Regions from separate parts of the Mus musculus genome. Here region 1 is linked to region 2. Evidence: chromatin contacts called from public promoter capture Hi-C data. All regions are on one chromosome and are shown on one strand. Each heading gives the region's core, a stretch centred on a gene start, on an enhancer-like site or on the middle of the called end of the contact. The rest is flanking DNA. Distances are from core to core; before and after follow the strand shown.

Region 1 (6,750 bases), core at 4,022-6,521, 49 kb before region 2:
AAGCATCCTGCCAGCTGAGCTGCATCCCAGCCTTTGATCTTTTGATGCTCCTGACTCAGCCCCCAGAGTAGCTTGGTTTAGACAACACTAGGCCAGGCCCACGGCTGTGTGAGTTGCAGTTTGCTTATGGCCTGTCTTTCTGTGTTTGCTTGCCATGTGTATATCTACTTTGGATAGATCCAGTTCTCAGTACATTGCTCAAGCTGGCCTCAAACTCAGGACCATCCTGCTTCACTCTAATTATTGCTAGGATTGCATACATGCGTGCACCACCAAGTCAATTCTTTTGCTTGTTTTTACAAGGAGAGTGTTTGCTTTTGTATTGTTTTATATTTTTAAAATGTTGAGGCTAAGGATAGTCCTTAGTTGTAGAACATTTACCTAGCTTGTGTGAAGCCCTAGGTTTGATATCCAGTAACACACATAGACAGGCAAAGTGAGCTTTTTATTATGCTTATTTCTATGTTGCTTTTCATTGAAGAAATCTTCCCAAGTCTACTATTATAGATTTAATAAATTCTTTCTTTGAAGTTATGTAATATTTCATAGTTGGTTGGTCCATTAAACATTTACTATGGGTGGTTATTTTTTGTAAAGATTTATTGCCTACTTACTTTAAATTTTATGTGTTCTGGATGTTTCAATTGCATGTACGTCTGTGGACCACTTTAGTGCCTGCTACCCTCAGAGGAACTGGAGTTATATATGGTTGTGACCTGTCATGTAGGTACTAGGAAGAGAACCTAGATCCTCTGGAAGAGTAGCAAGTGCTCTTTACCACTGAGCCATCTCTCTAGCTCCCCAGATTTACTTATTCTTATGTATGTGTATGTGCGAGCCTATGTGCACTACATGTATGCATGTGTGCCCAGGCCAGAAGAGAGCATCAGATTCTCCTAGAGCTAGAGTCATAAGTGATTGTGAATCCCTGCCTCAGCCTCCAGAGCAGCTGGATTTGACTGTTCAGTCTTTTACTTATTTTACATGAATGACGGGAATTGAACTCAGGTCATCTGGAAAAGCAGTACACACTCTTTGTCGAGCCAGCCCTCCATCCCCTACTAGTGGTTATTCTTGCTTGGAGCTGCAGTTCCCATACCTCAGTTCTATCCACACACATGGGCGCCTCTATTTCCATAGGCAGGAGGTTTCAGGGGGTGGTTTGGAGTTCCAGACCTGGAATCAGCCTGAAGTTGAAACCCAGCCCTTAATGTTCATGTTCCTGCACCACCTGCTGTTCCTGGATCACAGGCTCTTCACTGTCCCCTTCATAACCATACAGTAGGCACCACCCATAGAGCTGAAAGAATTACATATTTTGTAGACAGAGAACAAAGAACACCTGCAGGTTCAAGGCTAGATTGTCCTACAGAGTAAGTTGTGAGCTAGCAATGATTATGCAGTAAGACCCTGTGTCAAGAAAAGAAAGAGATGACAAAAGAATTAAATTTATTATGTAAGGAGCAGAACACGGCACAAAACAAATAATAATTGTCATTTTTTTTATTGTTACAAGATAGATTTTTGTGGGTTTTTTTTTTTTGCAGGGGGTGGGGGCTTGGGGGGTGCTGCAGCATCTCTATAATCAAGGCTGGCCAGGAACTTACTATGTAGCCCAAATTGGCCTTGAACTGAAAACATCCTTCCTGTTTTAGACTCCCTAGTATTGGCATTACAGGTGTGAGATGGCTGGTCTCTCAAATAGATTCTTAGCAATGGGCTTGTTTGAAGGGTAGGTACAATGTGTGTGTGTGTGTGTCTGTGTGTGTGTGTGTGTGTGTGTGTGTGTGTGTATGCTATATTAATTAGCTATATTATCCATCCAGTTCTTAAACTAATGGGCTAAAGAGATCCTCCTGGGGCTGGAGAGATGACTCAGTGGTTAAGAGCAGTGGTTGTGGCTGGATAGTGGTGGCACATGCCTTTAATCCCTGCTGCACTGGGGAATCAGAGGCACTTGGATCTCTATAAGTTTGATGTCAGCCAGATCTACCGAGGAGTTCCAGGACAGCCAAGGCTACACAGAAAGACCTTGTCTCAAAAACAAACAAACAAACAAACAAACAAGTGTTCAGGGTGGTTCTTCCCAAGGACACACAGCCAGAGCTCACATGACAGACAGCTCACAATTGTAACTCCAGTCCTAGGAGATCTGATGCCCTCTTCTGGCTTCTACAGGCCCTGTGTGCACATGGTGCACAGACAGACATAAGGCAGAACAATCATACACCTAAAATAAAGGTTACAAAATAAAAAATCTAAGCCGGGCGTGGTGGTGCACGTCTTTAATCCCAGCACTTGGGAGGCAGAGGCAGGCGGATTTCTGAGTTCGAGGACAGCCTAGTCTACAGAGTGAGTTCCAGGACAGCCAGGACTGCACAGAAAAACCCTGTCTCGAAAAACCTAAAGAAAGAAAGAAAGAAAGAAAGAAAGAAAGAAAGAAAGAAAGAAAGAAAGAAAGTGACCCTCCTGCCTCGGTCTCCCCAGTGGCTGGGACTATGGCAGGTAACCACCCCCAGGCCAAGCCGTCAGTGAAATTCTATTCAAGGCTGCTCGGCAAGGGGAGCAAAGCATGAAGCCCCTGGGTGTGCCTAACTAGCCTGTCACTGTCAGCCTCGAGCACACTGCTGCAGTCATTGTACAGCTGAAGGAACTACTTAGAATTCTACTTCACTGGAAAAGAATATGCTATTTTAATCATTCGCATACATGTGTCATGTGGGTACATGCATGTAAGTGTAGAGGAAGGCATTGGGTCCCATGGAGCTGGAGTTACAGGGTGTTGTAAGCCATGGGATATGGGAGCTGGGAAACCAGCTTGGGTCCTCTGCAAGAGTAGTAGGTACGCTTAACCACTGTGCCATCTCTTCAGCCCCAGGACTTTCTTTTCTTTTTTTTTTCTTTGTTGTTGTTTTTTGAGACAGGGTTTCTCTGTATAGCCCTGGCTGTCCTGGAACTCACTTTTGTAGACCAGGCTGGCCTCGAACTCAGAAATCCACCTGTCTCTGCCTCCCGAGTGCTGGGATTAAAGGCATGCACCACCACGCCCGGCGTTCTTTTTTTTTTTTTTTTAAGATTTATTTATTTATTTATTTTATGTATATGAGTACACTGTAGCTATACAGATGGTTGTGAGCCATCATGTGGGTGCTGGGAATTGAACTCAGGACCTCTACTCACTCCAGTCCCAGTCACTCCAGCCCAAAGATTAATTTATTTTATGTAAGTACACTGTAGCTGTCTTCAGACACACCAGAAGAGGGCATCAAATCTCATTACGGATGGTTGCCAGCCATCATGTGGTTGCTGGGATTTGAACTCAGGACCTTCGGAAAAGCAGTCAGTGCTTTGGTTTTTTTTGTTTTTTTTTTTGTTTTTGTTTTGTGTGTTTGTTTGTTTGTTTTGCGGGGGGGGGGGGGTTGAGACAGGGTTTCTCTGTATAGCCCTGGCTGTCCTGGAACTCACTCTGTAGACCAGGCTGGCCTCGAACTCAGAAATCCGCCTGCCTCTGCCTCCCAAGTGCTGGGATTAAAGGCTTGCGCCACCACAACCCAGCCAGTCAGTGCTCTTAACTGCTGAACCATCTCGCCAACCCCCAGGATTTTCAAATATAGAATGTCTCCTTGGGTTCAATCTATAGTACAACCAAAAATGAGGAGCCTTAAGGGCTTGAAGAAAAGTTTTGTAGAGCTGAGAATGTAGCTCAGTTGATAGTTTTTGTCTAAGACGCATAAAGCCCTGTACTCAATCCTGAAGGACTGTGTGAGACCCAAGCATGGTGGCACCCAGGAAGGGAGGAAGCAGGAAGGTCCTACGTTCATAGCTGCAGAGTGAAGTGGAGGCTATCCTGGGCTACGTTTTTCATTTTAAGAGCAAGCAATCAATCAAGGTTTCTTATGAATAAAAGATAGTATCAAAATGTGTGTGTGTGTCAGAGAGACAGAGAGAGAGAGAGAGAGAGAGAGAGAGAGAGAAGGGGGAACACCATGACTAAAAGCCAAGTGGAGAGGAAAGGACTTACTTCCTTTACAGCTCTCAGATCACAGCTGTCACAGAGAGAAGTCAGGGTAGGAACTGGAGCTATAGAATGTCGTTTCTTACTGACTGACTGTGTGCTCTTATACAACTCAACTCAGGGCCACCTTCGCCAAGTGGCACCACTCACAGTGGGATACGCCCATCAATTATTAATCAAGAAAATACCCTCATAGACTGCCTACATGCCAATCGGATGAAGGCATTTTTAAAGTTCCCTTCCTCAAATGACCCTGATTTGTGTCATTGACAAAAACAACCCAGACATAGGGCTTTATCATTGGAAACCAATTCAAGTTGTTTCTCTTAACAGTGTATTTAATACTAAACTGTTTAAATAACCCTTTACGATATTCTCTTGATCAAAACACTTAAAACAGCACTTACTGAGATCTTGCTAGTGTACCATATGTAACTGGAATATCTGCAGAAGAGTTATGGAGGCAGTGACAAAGTCATTATCTTGAAATTTTTATTTTGCATTCGAGATAATACAAGCAGCACATAAGTGATTTGAAATTTTATTTTATTATCTCGATAATTTAGGCTTACAGGTTTCAAGAACATTCTCAATCAGTTTCAGAGTCCTGGAATGCTCTGCAATTCACTATTATGAGTTTGAATGAATCCTATCCATCATTAAAGAGCCAGCCCTGGCACTGCTCCACCAAGTTTCCCTGCTAATGATGACGCAATCTCTTGCCCCTCCTCTTGGCGCTGATCTGTCCTGCACTTATCCAGCCGTTAGCATCTAATCTCTACATTGACTCTCTATGTACTCCCCTAAACTGGATGGATTTCTAAGGTAAAGACTGGGGTTTCTGTTATTCCCCGAGTGGTATCTATCACACAATTCTGAGTATCATCATAGAAATTCTGCTGGTAAATGTAGGGGTTGCCCCTTTTAACTTCGGGCCTATTTCTCCCCATTCTCTGCAATCTGGTTTATCCCATCGGTGGAGGAAATCAGTGGCTAAGAAGGGAGTAGCGTCAGCGAGAGGTCAAGCTACACTGTCTCTAAGGCCATCTCCGGATAGTTTCCGTCATCCTATCAGGACAGGAAGGCAGTTACAGGAAAGATGGAGGCTCAAGTCGGGGAAAGAAAGAGAACAAAGTCAGTACTTGGCAGGGACGGTAGACCTGTGCGCCAAGCAAAGAGCGCGCACTGCGAGGGAAAGTGAGGCGCACCCGCCCCGCAACTAGCCCCGCAGCCAGGGGCGGGACTTCCGGAAGCCATTTGCCCGAGTGGCAGGGGGACCGGAAGTGGAGGCGCTGCTGCTTGGTGCTGGGGCCCGAGGAGGGGACGCGCGCCGGAACGCGGCCGTCGGGATCAAGCGAGCGACTGAAGCGCAACCCGCCGACGCCGCAGCCGCTGAGGGCCCCGCACGGACCCTCTGCCTGTGTGAGTGCATCGTGGGGACCGCGGAGCCGGGGCCTCGTCGTGACGGGTGGGACGCGCGGGCGAGCCGGTATTGTGAGGCCCGGCTCCCCTCCCCCACGCCGCCCCTCCCCCGCCGCGCCCCGCGCTGTCGCCCTGCAGGGCCTCCGGGGCCCCGCGCCGTCGCCGCTGCCCTGCGGCGCCCTGGTTCCACCCTGGCCAGCGGCTGAGCGGCCCGCGGGTCCCCTGGCCCGGCCTCCTGCCTCAGCTGTCGCCTTTTCCCTCCATCCCCGGGGTGGGACCTCTAGGCCCAAGCCTGTGACTGGGTTGTGCCTTTTTTTTTTTTTTAACGGATCACGCTCTTTGCCCTTCTCGTCGAAAATTGTCTCCTCATTCGAAACTTCTCTGTTGCCTTCGCTTATACTTCCCAAAGACCCGTGTCAGGGCTCTGAAAGGATTGGTAGAGGCTAGCCTTAAGGGTCACCCACTTCATTCGGCGACGAGGCCCAGGCGTTGGTGACTTGGCCGATGGCCTACCGCCAGCCAGGTACATCTGTCAGTGAGTAGTTTCCTTGGAGGTGTGTTTCCTCTCCCCAGCCCTTGTGGTCCATGTCCACTTAGCGGGTCAGAGCCTGTGGTCTCCAGGTTTGAGTTACTCATGGCAGAGTGACTCGTTATCCTTTCCATAGCTCCCAGGCTGACGTTGCCTTTCATCATGTATATACGGATCTTAAGGAAACCCAAAGCCATAAAGCGTTGGCGTCTCTGAAGAACGTGGCTATGGACAAAGGGAAGGGCACCAAGACGCTAAGAGCAGGTCCTAGACTTGCATTTTCTACAGCGTTGAGTTGAGTGGAGAGAATGGGCCAGAGGAAAAGGTGTGGAAAAGAGAAAAATGCAAGCTTATCTTTCCCTTGGATGAGGCTTGTGTCTGCCCGTCAGTTCCTTCTCTGGGCACATTGTTCAGACTTAAAGGTTGCCTCCTTGTGGGAGAGCAGGGGAGGGAATCATTGTGCATTAATTTGTTGGCATGGGCACTTGATAATAAATTATGGATGGGCTGGATCCTGGGGGGCCGCCCACCAGAGACCGGGGCAGGGCATTCTGGACGAGGCTTGCCTTCCTCTTCAGAATAATTCTGCCAACTCTCTGAAGCAAAATGAAAAGCCTCAGGCCTTAATGGAAGCATCCTAAATCTTTTCATTCTCATTCAAAAGTCTCAGCAAGCTTCTAGGTTCTCTCTCTCTCTCTCTCTCTCTCTCTCTCTCACACACACACACACACACACACACACACACACACACACACACACACACCCCGGCTGAGCTTGAGGGGTT
Region 2 (7,119 bases), core at 616-3,115:
AATTGTTTTCTATGAACGAGTACATTCAATAAAGACAACCAGACCTGGGATTTGGGGTCTTACTGATGTGTTGGGAGGTGCAGGAGCCTCCGTGTCCCATTTATTTTGGCCTTCCCGTCTCGTTTCTGTGCGTGGCTACATTGGGAATGACCTTCCTTGATCCCACCAAGCCACCCATTGATTCTGTAAACATGTGACCCTTGCTCCAAGCATTGCTTACAGGAGCAGGATACTGAAAGTGTGTCTGTGCCCTCTCCTGATAACCCCTCCCTTCAGCAGGCACACAGCACCTGACTACCCACCACGTATGTAAACGTCAGTATCCTTTCCAGCCAGCTCTGCAGATGGGTGTCCAGGCTGTGCCATGATGCACCTCAAGTGGGCAGAGCCCTTGCAGGCCAAGGTTTTAAAGGCTGTTCAGGAATGGATGGCAAGCAGGATCTAAGAGGAGGGGGGGTTGTTGTTGTTTGGGGGGGGGGTGGTTTTGGTTTGTTTTTTTTGAGACAGGGTTTCTCTGTGTGGCCCTGGCCCTCCTGGAACCCACTCTGTAGACCAGGCTGGCCTTGAACTCAGAAATCTGCCTGCCTCTGCCTCCCGAGTGCTGGGATTAAAGGCGTGTGCCCATCGAGGAGGGAGATTTTATTTAGATTATAAAAAGGACGGGATTTGGGGAATCCTGTCTAGTGAATTCAGGACGTAATCAGTGGCTGGAAAGCAAGAGCTCTAGAGGAGCTCCAGCTTATTATGACCCTTCCTTCAGATGCCACAAGGAGGTGCTGGAGTTCTATGCACCAATAGCTTAAACCAGCCAGGCTGGCTGTAGTGGATTGAGCGTCTGAGGCTGCACCTCTCTGGCCTGCAGCCAGTTCTGGGTGAGACTGACCCTGCCTGAGGGTTCTCTCCTTCCCTCTCTCTACTCCTTTCTCCCTCTCCCTCTCCCTCTCTCTGTTTCCTGAGGTTTCCAGAATTGGGGATGGGACTCAGAGACACCACTAAAGCCTTACCTTTTAAGAAGTTGCATTCAGTGAGTGTGTGAGACATAGCACAGATAGGGGCAGAGGAGAGCTGGTTCTGTCTCCACTGTGTTTGGTCTTGGGTACTGAACTCAGACCATCAGGTGTGATAGCAGTTGTCTTTAACCCTAACCCTGAGCCTGTCTCACCTGTCCCTTCCCAAGACCACTGAAGCTAGGTGCAAGATAAGTGGGGACCCTTTCTGAGGTGGTAGGATCTTTCACGATAAGGACTATTTTGAAGGGAGGGAGGGTGACACTGTCCTAGTCCTCTTACCCTAGTGTCTCCAGCCTTGCCAGGCCTTAAACATCCGCCCATTGTCACCGCTCTAGAAGGGGCCAGGGTTGACTTGCTGCTAAACAAGGCACTCCCTAGAGAAGCACCCGCTAGAAGCATACCATACCTGTGGGCAGGATGACCCATGTTCTGCCATGCACTTGGTAGCCTTGGAAAGGCCACTTTGAACCTCAATTTTCTCAACTGTTAAATGGAGTGGTAACTGCTATCTCATAATAAAGGGGAACGTGAAAGGAAGGCGTTTGCATAGTGCCTGGTTGTGCAGCCAGGCTGCAGTCAAGACTAGTTCCCACCAACTCGATTTTAAAGCCTTGCAAGAAGGTGGCTTGTTTGTCCCTTGCAGGTTCCTTTGTCGGGCCAAACTCTAGAATGCCTCCCCCTTTCTTTCTCATTGAAGAGCAGACCCAAGTCCGGGTAACAAGGAAGGGTTTCAGGGTCCTGCCCATAAAAGGTTTTTCCCGGCCGCCCTCAGCACCGCCCCGCCCCGACCCCCGCAGCATCTCCAAAGCATGCAGAGAATGTCTCCGGCTGCCCCCGACAGACTGCTCCAACTTGGTGTCTTTCCCCAAATATGGAGCCTGTGTGGAGTGAGTGGGGCGGCCCGGGGTGGTGAGCCAAGCAGACTTCCATGGGCAGGGAGGGGCGCCAGCGGGCGGCAGAGGGGTGACATCACTGCCTAGGCGGCCTTTAAACCCCTCACCCAGCCGGCGCCCCGGCCCGTCTGCCCCAGCCCAGACACCGAAGCTACTCTCCTTCCAGTCCACAAACGACCAAGCCTTGTAAGTGCAAGTCATGGGAGCAGAAGGGCTGTGGGCTCAATTAGATCCCCTAGTCTCTTCTAGTTTGCTGGGTGGAATTGGGTCCCTAGAGACCATTCTCTGTGTTAGACAAAAAGTCTGGGTTAAAATGCCTAGGATGATTTGACTGGGGCAAAAGAATAAATGGGGTGAGAGGGAGGCTCAAATTTCAGTCACTGTCCCACCCATAGGTGTATGGGCTATGTGTTAGGCCCAAAGAGGTGACAAATGAGGCCAAGGGAACAACTCCATCTTTGGATCTCCAAGAAGGTGAGGGGCTAAGTTCTGGAAAGCAGTGACCCACTGATGGTCCCCAGGGCTAATGCAACTCGGGGGAGCCAGGAGGTAGCCCCCTCAGGCAGTGGAGGACTAAAGATCTTATTTTTTGTAGCGCTAGGGATCAAACCCCAGGGCGCTATGTGTGGCAGGCATGTGCTCCATCTACCACAGAAGTTTAATGCTTCAGACTAGCCTGGGATAGGGCCTGCTTTTTCTTTCCTTTTCTCTCTCTCTCTCTCTCTCTCTCTCTCTCTCTCTCTCTCTCTCTCTCTCTTTCTTTCCTTTTCTCTCTTTCACTCTCTCTTTCTAATTTTCTTTTTCTTTTTTTCTTTCTTTTCTTTAGACAGGGTTTCTCTGTGTAGCCCTGGCTGTTCTGGAACTCACTCTTTAGACCAGGCTGGCCTCGAACTCAGAAATCTACCTGCCTCTGCCTCCCAAGTGCTGGGATTAAAGGCGTGTGCCACCACTGCCCAGCTAAGGTTTGCTTTTTCATGGCAGCTTGGTCCAGTTTGAAAGTAGGAGGTCAGTCCACTGTAGGCAGATAGGTGACAGGTGGCAGATAGGTGACAGATAGGTGACAGGTGGAGGAGCTTTGGAACTGGGACTGGACAGCCCTGGGACCCCTGTTCCTCCCAAAGGGTCTTGGTGGTTCCCCTTGGGGCTCTCTAAAGGATGTCAGTGGGCTGTTGCCACATCTATATAAGAGGACTAGTCTTCTGGAATTTAGGTGTGATCTCTCAGGGATGCAGAAATGCTCACCCTTACTGTCATTTTATGGGCTGAGGTACCACAGGCAGATATACCCTGGTTCTGCTTGTTGTCCAGGGTCTCTGCTACATGGAGGCCCCTTTCCACAGCCTAACCTCTCTACCTGCTGACAGGAGGGCTGGATGGCCACAGGCATCCAAGCTGCGCATCATGCAGGTGTTTTGCGTTGGAGCTTTTGTCTAGAAATACCCTGGTGGGCTGCCAAACCACCACCCATATCCCTCTCTCCTCTCTGCTGCCTCTAAGATGACAGCTTGATTTTTCTTATAGTGATTTTTTTTTTTGGTTTTGTTTTTTTGTTTGTTTTAAGTTAGCATACAAAGTAATACATTTCATCATGGCATTTGGACATACATATATATTTTATTTGCTCTCCTGGCCTCTTCTCAAAGAGACTTCTCTGGACTTTCTTGTATTTTTGGTTGTGAGCCTAGCCTTTAACGGCTGAGCCATCTCTCCAGCCCTTCTTTGGACTTTCTACTTCATACTTCCCACCAGTCTGGGAAGAAGGGCACATGGAATCTTGAGAGCATGACCTGACCCAGACCTGACAGATGTCAAGGCTGCAGTGTATGCTCTTGTTGCTACGGCTTGTTCTTAGTCCTGCAGTTCAGAACTTTCTGGAGACTGAGAAGTGCATGTGAGGACACTCTCCTCCCATCTTTTCCTCTAGTGGCTAGTGATGTTTGGTTTTTTGTTTTGAGACAGGGTTTCTCTGTATAGCCCTAGCTATCCTGGAACTCACTTTGTAGATCAGGCTGGCCTCCAACTCAGAAATCTGCCTGCCTCTGCCTCCCGAGTGCTGGGACTAAAGGCGTGCGCCACCACTGTCCAGTCAGGAGTAGAAGGAAACTGTAAGGTGCTTGAGACAGGCTGAGTAGAGGCTAGGAGGAAGGGGCTCCGCAGTCACCGGCTCCATGACTCTGTGACTTTTGTGGTTCCTTGTCGCAGCGGTTCCTGGTGGTGGTGGTGGTCGGGGGTTGGGGGGAGGGGGCAGGCCACACAGTGGGGTGTGGGAGGGAATAGCTGTTGACAACTTCCCAACAGAAACCAGGCTTTTGAGTCCTCCAGGGTAGCTTGAGAGGGTACTCAGAAAGCCGTGTCCATGTCCCCTTTCCTTCACCTCAGGGAAGTAAGTTGCCTATAGGGTTGTCATTTCAATGAGGTCTTCTGGTTATTCTGTTTTTCTCTCAATGTTGGTGTTGGGCTCAGGGAATGCTTTGGAGAAGGTGGTGGGAACTGGAGAAGGGAAGATCAGTTTACTGTGTAAACTCACTGGTTAAAGTACCCCCTCCCTTCCACCCTGCAATACACACACACACACACACACACACACACACACACACACACACCCCATCTCGAAGAGCTCTATTAAGCTCCAGGTGCACTGTAGTTCACAGACTGCATCTTCCAGGTTTGCTCCCACTTCACAAGCAGAGAACTCATAACTGAAGGGGGTGACAGCACAGGGGAAGGGAAAGCAAGATGTTTAGAGTCTGACAGCTGGCCCGGGACCAGAGCCATGTGGTAATGTTTGCTCCACTCCCTACCACCTCCACGGCTGTGATGTGGAGAAGGTCCCCGCTTTCATGGGAAGGAGGTGGGGGAGCCTGTCATCTGCTCCATGCTCACACAATTTTTCTCTCAACCAATGACCTCTCAGAAGCAGGGGTTGGTTTGCAAAATTCTTCAGATACCTCAACAGATGGCATCCCACTCAGGCTATCCCTGCTGACTAGGTCTGGCTCCAGCCCTGACTGTATCTACCCAGGGACCTACCTGCCTGCTTTGCTCCTATAGCCTTCCTCCGTGTCTGGGTCCCCAGAGAGCTGCCGGACATAGGCCTTTGAGGCAACAGCTGGCATACAGGCCAGGCTTCCCATGCTCTGGCTAGCAGATTCTCTGCCCTGGAGGACTTTGACTGCATGGTTTCTCTCACTGCTGCAACAGTCAGAGCTGGCCCACACGGGCACAACAGCGCACTTCCATCTGGGTCTCCCTGAGAATGCCGCTGTTTTCTGAGAACCCTTGGACTCTGGTGGCTTTATCAGGTCTTTTTGTCAGCTGCGCTTTGGGGGATGAACTTTGCTCTTCTGGCTTCTGGGTCAGAGGGTAAAGATTTGGTGGCAACCGGTAGCTAGAGAAAGATAGCTACTGGCTGAATTTGGAGGACATGGCTTCTGGAAAACCTCTCTAGTGCTTTTCTGGCTAGTCTTGGCAAAGTAAAAATGCTCTGATAGCCAGCCCGGGTGATGCAGGGCTTCCTGTTCGAGGCCTTTCTGTACAAAATTAGTGAGACATTGCCTCAAAACTATGAAACAAGCCAGACTCTGTTGAAGCACGCCTTTAATCCCAGCACTCAGGAGGCTGAAGCAGGCAAGATCTCTGTTAGTTGGAGGCCAGTCTACAGGAAAGTTCTACAACAGCAGAGGCCAGACAGTGCAACCCTTTCTGGGGGTGTGGGGGAGGAAAACCCAACAAAAACACAAACTATAAAACAAAGAGAAGGCCGAGGACAAAGCTTAGCAATGCATACTTCCCTTTCTATGTGAAGCCCTGGGCTCCACCAGTACTGCAGAAAGAAGCAAGCAATGAGGGACAGGAGGTTGGCTCTAGGCCAGGGGTTGTCAAAATAGTCCACAGGCCAAAGGCAGCCTGATGTCTGTTTTTATAAACAAAATTTTATTGGCACACATTGGTTATGTATCAGCTAGGCTATTTTCATACAATAGAGGCCATATGGTCTGTAAAGTCTAAAATATTTACTCTGCTGTTTTACATAAAAAGTTGACAGACTCTTGCTCTAGACTGACAAATATCTAAGACCTTGTTTTCTGAGGTTCAAGTTCAGAGGGGTCTCTGCAGCAAGTGGGTAAAGCTGGTCTAGGTCATGCTATGATGTCTAGGGTCCCTCAGAGTGGAAGGCCTGCTTAGCACAAATGAAGTAAAGTAACTTGCTGGCTCTTTGTTCTTTTCTCCACACTCTATACTTTAGCTCTGCCTCAACATGGCCAACAAGGGTCCATCCTACGGCATGAGCCGAGAAGTGCAGTCCAAAATTGAGAAGAAGTATGACGAGGAGCTGGAGGAGCGACTAGTGGAGTGGATTGTAGTGCAGTGTGGCCCTGATGTAGGCCGCCCAGATCGTGGGCGCCTGGGCTTCCAGGTGTGGCTGAAGAATGGTGTGGTGAGTAACCCTTGCGAAGGGAATCTAGGGATGTGTATGCCACCCTACAAACTGTGAGACAGACTCCCTGAGCTGAGTGTTCAGTTGTGTTCTGTACCTGGCAGATTCTGAGCAAATTGGTGAACAGCCTGTATCCTGAGGGATCGAAGCCAGTGAAGGTGCCTGAGAACCCACCCTCCATGGTCTTTAAGCAGATGGAACAGGTGGCTCAATTCTTGAAGGCAGCTGAAGATTATGGAGTCATCAAGACTGACATGTTCCAGACTGTTGACCTCTATGAAGGTATAAGGAAAAAAGGGCTGGAGCCAGTGGGCGAGTGGAGAGCAAGATTATCAGTCAAGGAGAAGGAATATCAAAAGCCACAACCAGCTCTGTTGATGTGTTCATAGCAGGAATGGGATATGCCAAGAGAACACATAGCAAGGGGACCAGCTTGGTGGTACAGCATTTCCCTTCTGGGTACAAGGGCCTGTTTTGGATCCTAGAATATCAAATATATACCACACCATACTCACTAGGGTTTAGAATATGGTCTCTTGAACCCTCTTGATTTGGTGCCACTTGCTCTTGGTTGGACCATTTTTGAAGCTGGGCAGGTATTGCCTATATGGTCCTGAAATTAGCTCCCTGGCCACTCTTCTCATAGGTAAGGATATGGCAGCAGTGCAGAGGACTCTAATGGCTTTGGGCAGTTTGGCTGTGACCAAAAACGATGGAAACTACCGTGGAGATCCCAACTGGTTTATGAAGTATGTGTCCACTGGGTCTCTCTGTGGGG

Evidence for each region. Capture Hi-C pulls out chosen DNA fragments and counts their contacts.
Region 1: a contact with region 2 is called in a promoter capture Hi-C map of liver. The contact joins the promoter of Pafah1b2 here to the promoter of Tagln in region 2. A contact is called at or near these places in 6 of 39 promoter capture datasets (embryonic stem cells, erythroid cells, liver and 1 more), 1 of 15 datasets of contacts at CTCF or cohesin (large pre-B cells), 9 of 484 Hi-C or Micro-C datasets (CD4 T cells, CD8 T cells, double positive thymocytes and 5 more), 9 of 115 datasets of contacts at active chromatin or transcription factors (CD8 T cells, the SCID.adh cell line, embryonic stem cells and 4 more) and 3 of 9 other capture datasets (adipose tissue, liver and pancreatic islet).

What each region holds. Positions count from the first base shown.
Region 1 is chr9:45,983,392-45,990,141 of GRCm38.p6, reverse strand. Pafah1b2 (platelet-activating factor acetylhydrolase, isoform 1b, subunit 2) reads left to right here and starts at 5,271. Exons shown (of 6, transcript NM_008775.3): 1 at 5,271-5,437.
Region 2 is chr9:45,930,804-45,937,922 of GRCm38.p6, reverse strand. It overlaps Tagln (transgelin), which reads left to right and starts at 1,865. Exons shown (of 5, transcript NM_011526.5): 1 at 1,865-2,089; 2 at 6,150-6,341; 3 at 6,446-6,623; 4 at 6,988-7,090. The coding sequence starts at 6,162. It overlaps Sidt2 (SID1 transmembrane family, member 2), which reads left to right. Exons shown (of 26, transcript NM_172257.4): 26 at 1-66. It also overlaps a transcript of Pcsk7 not described here.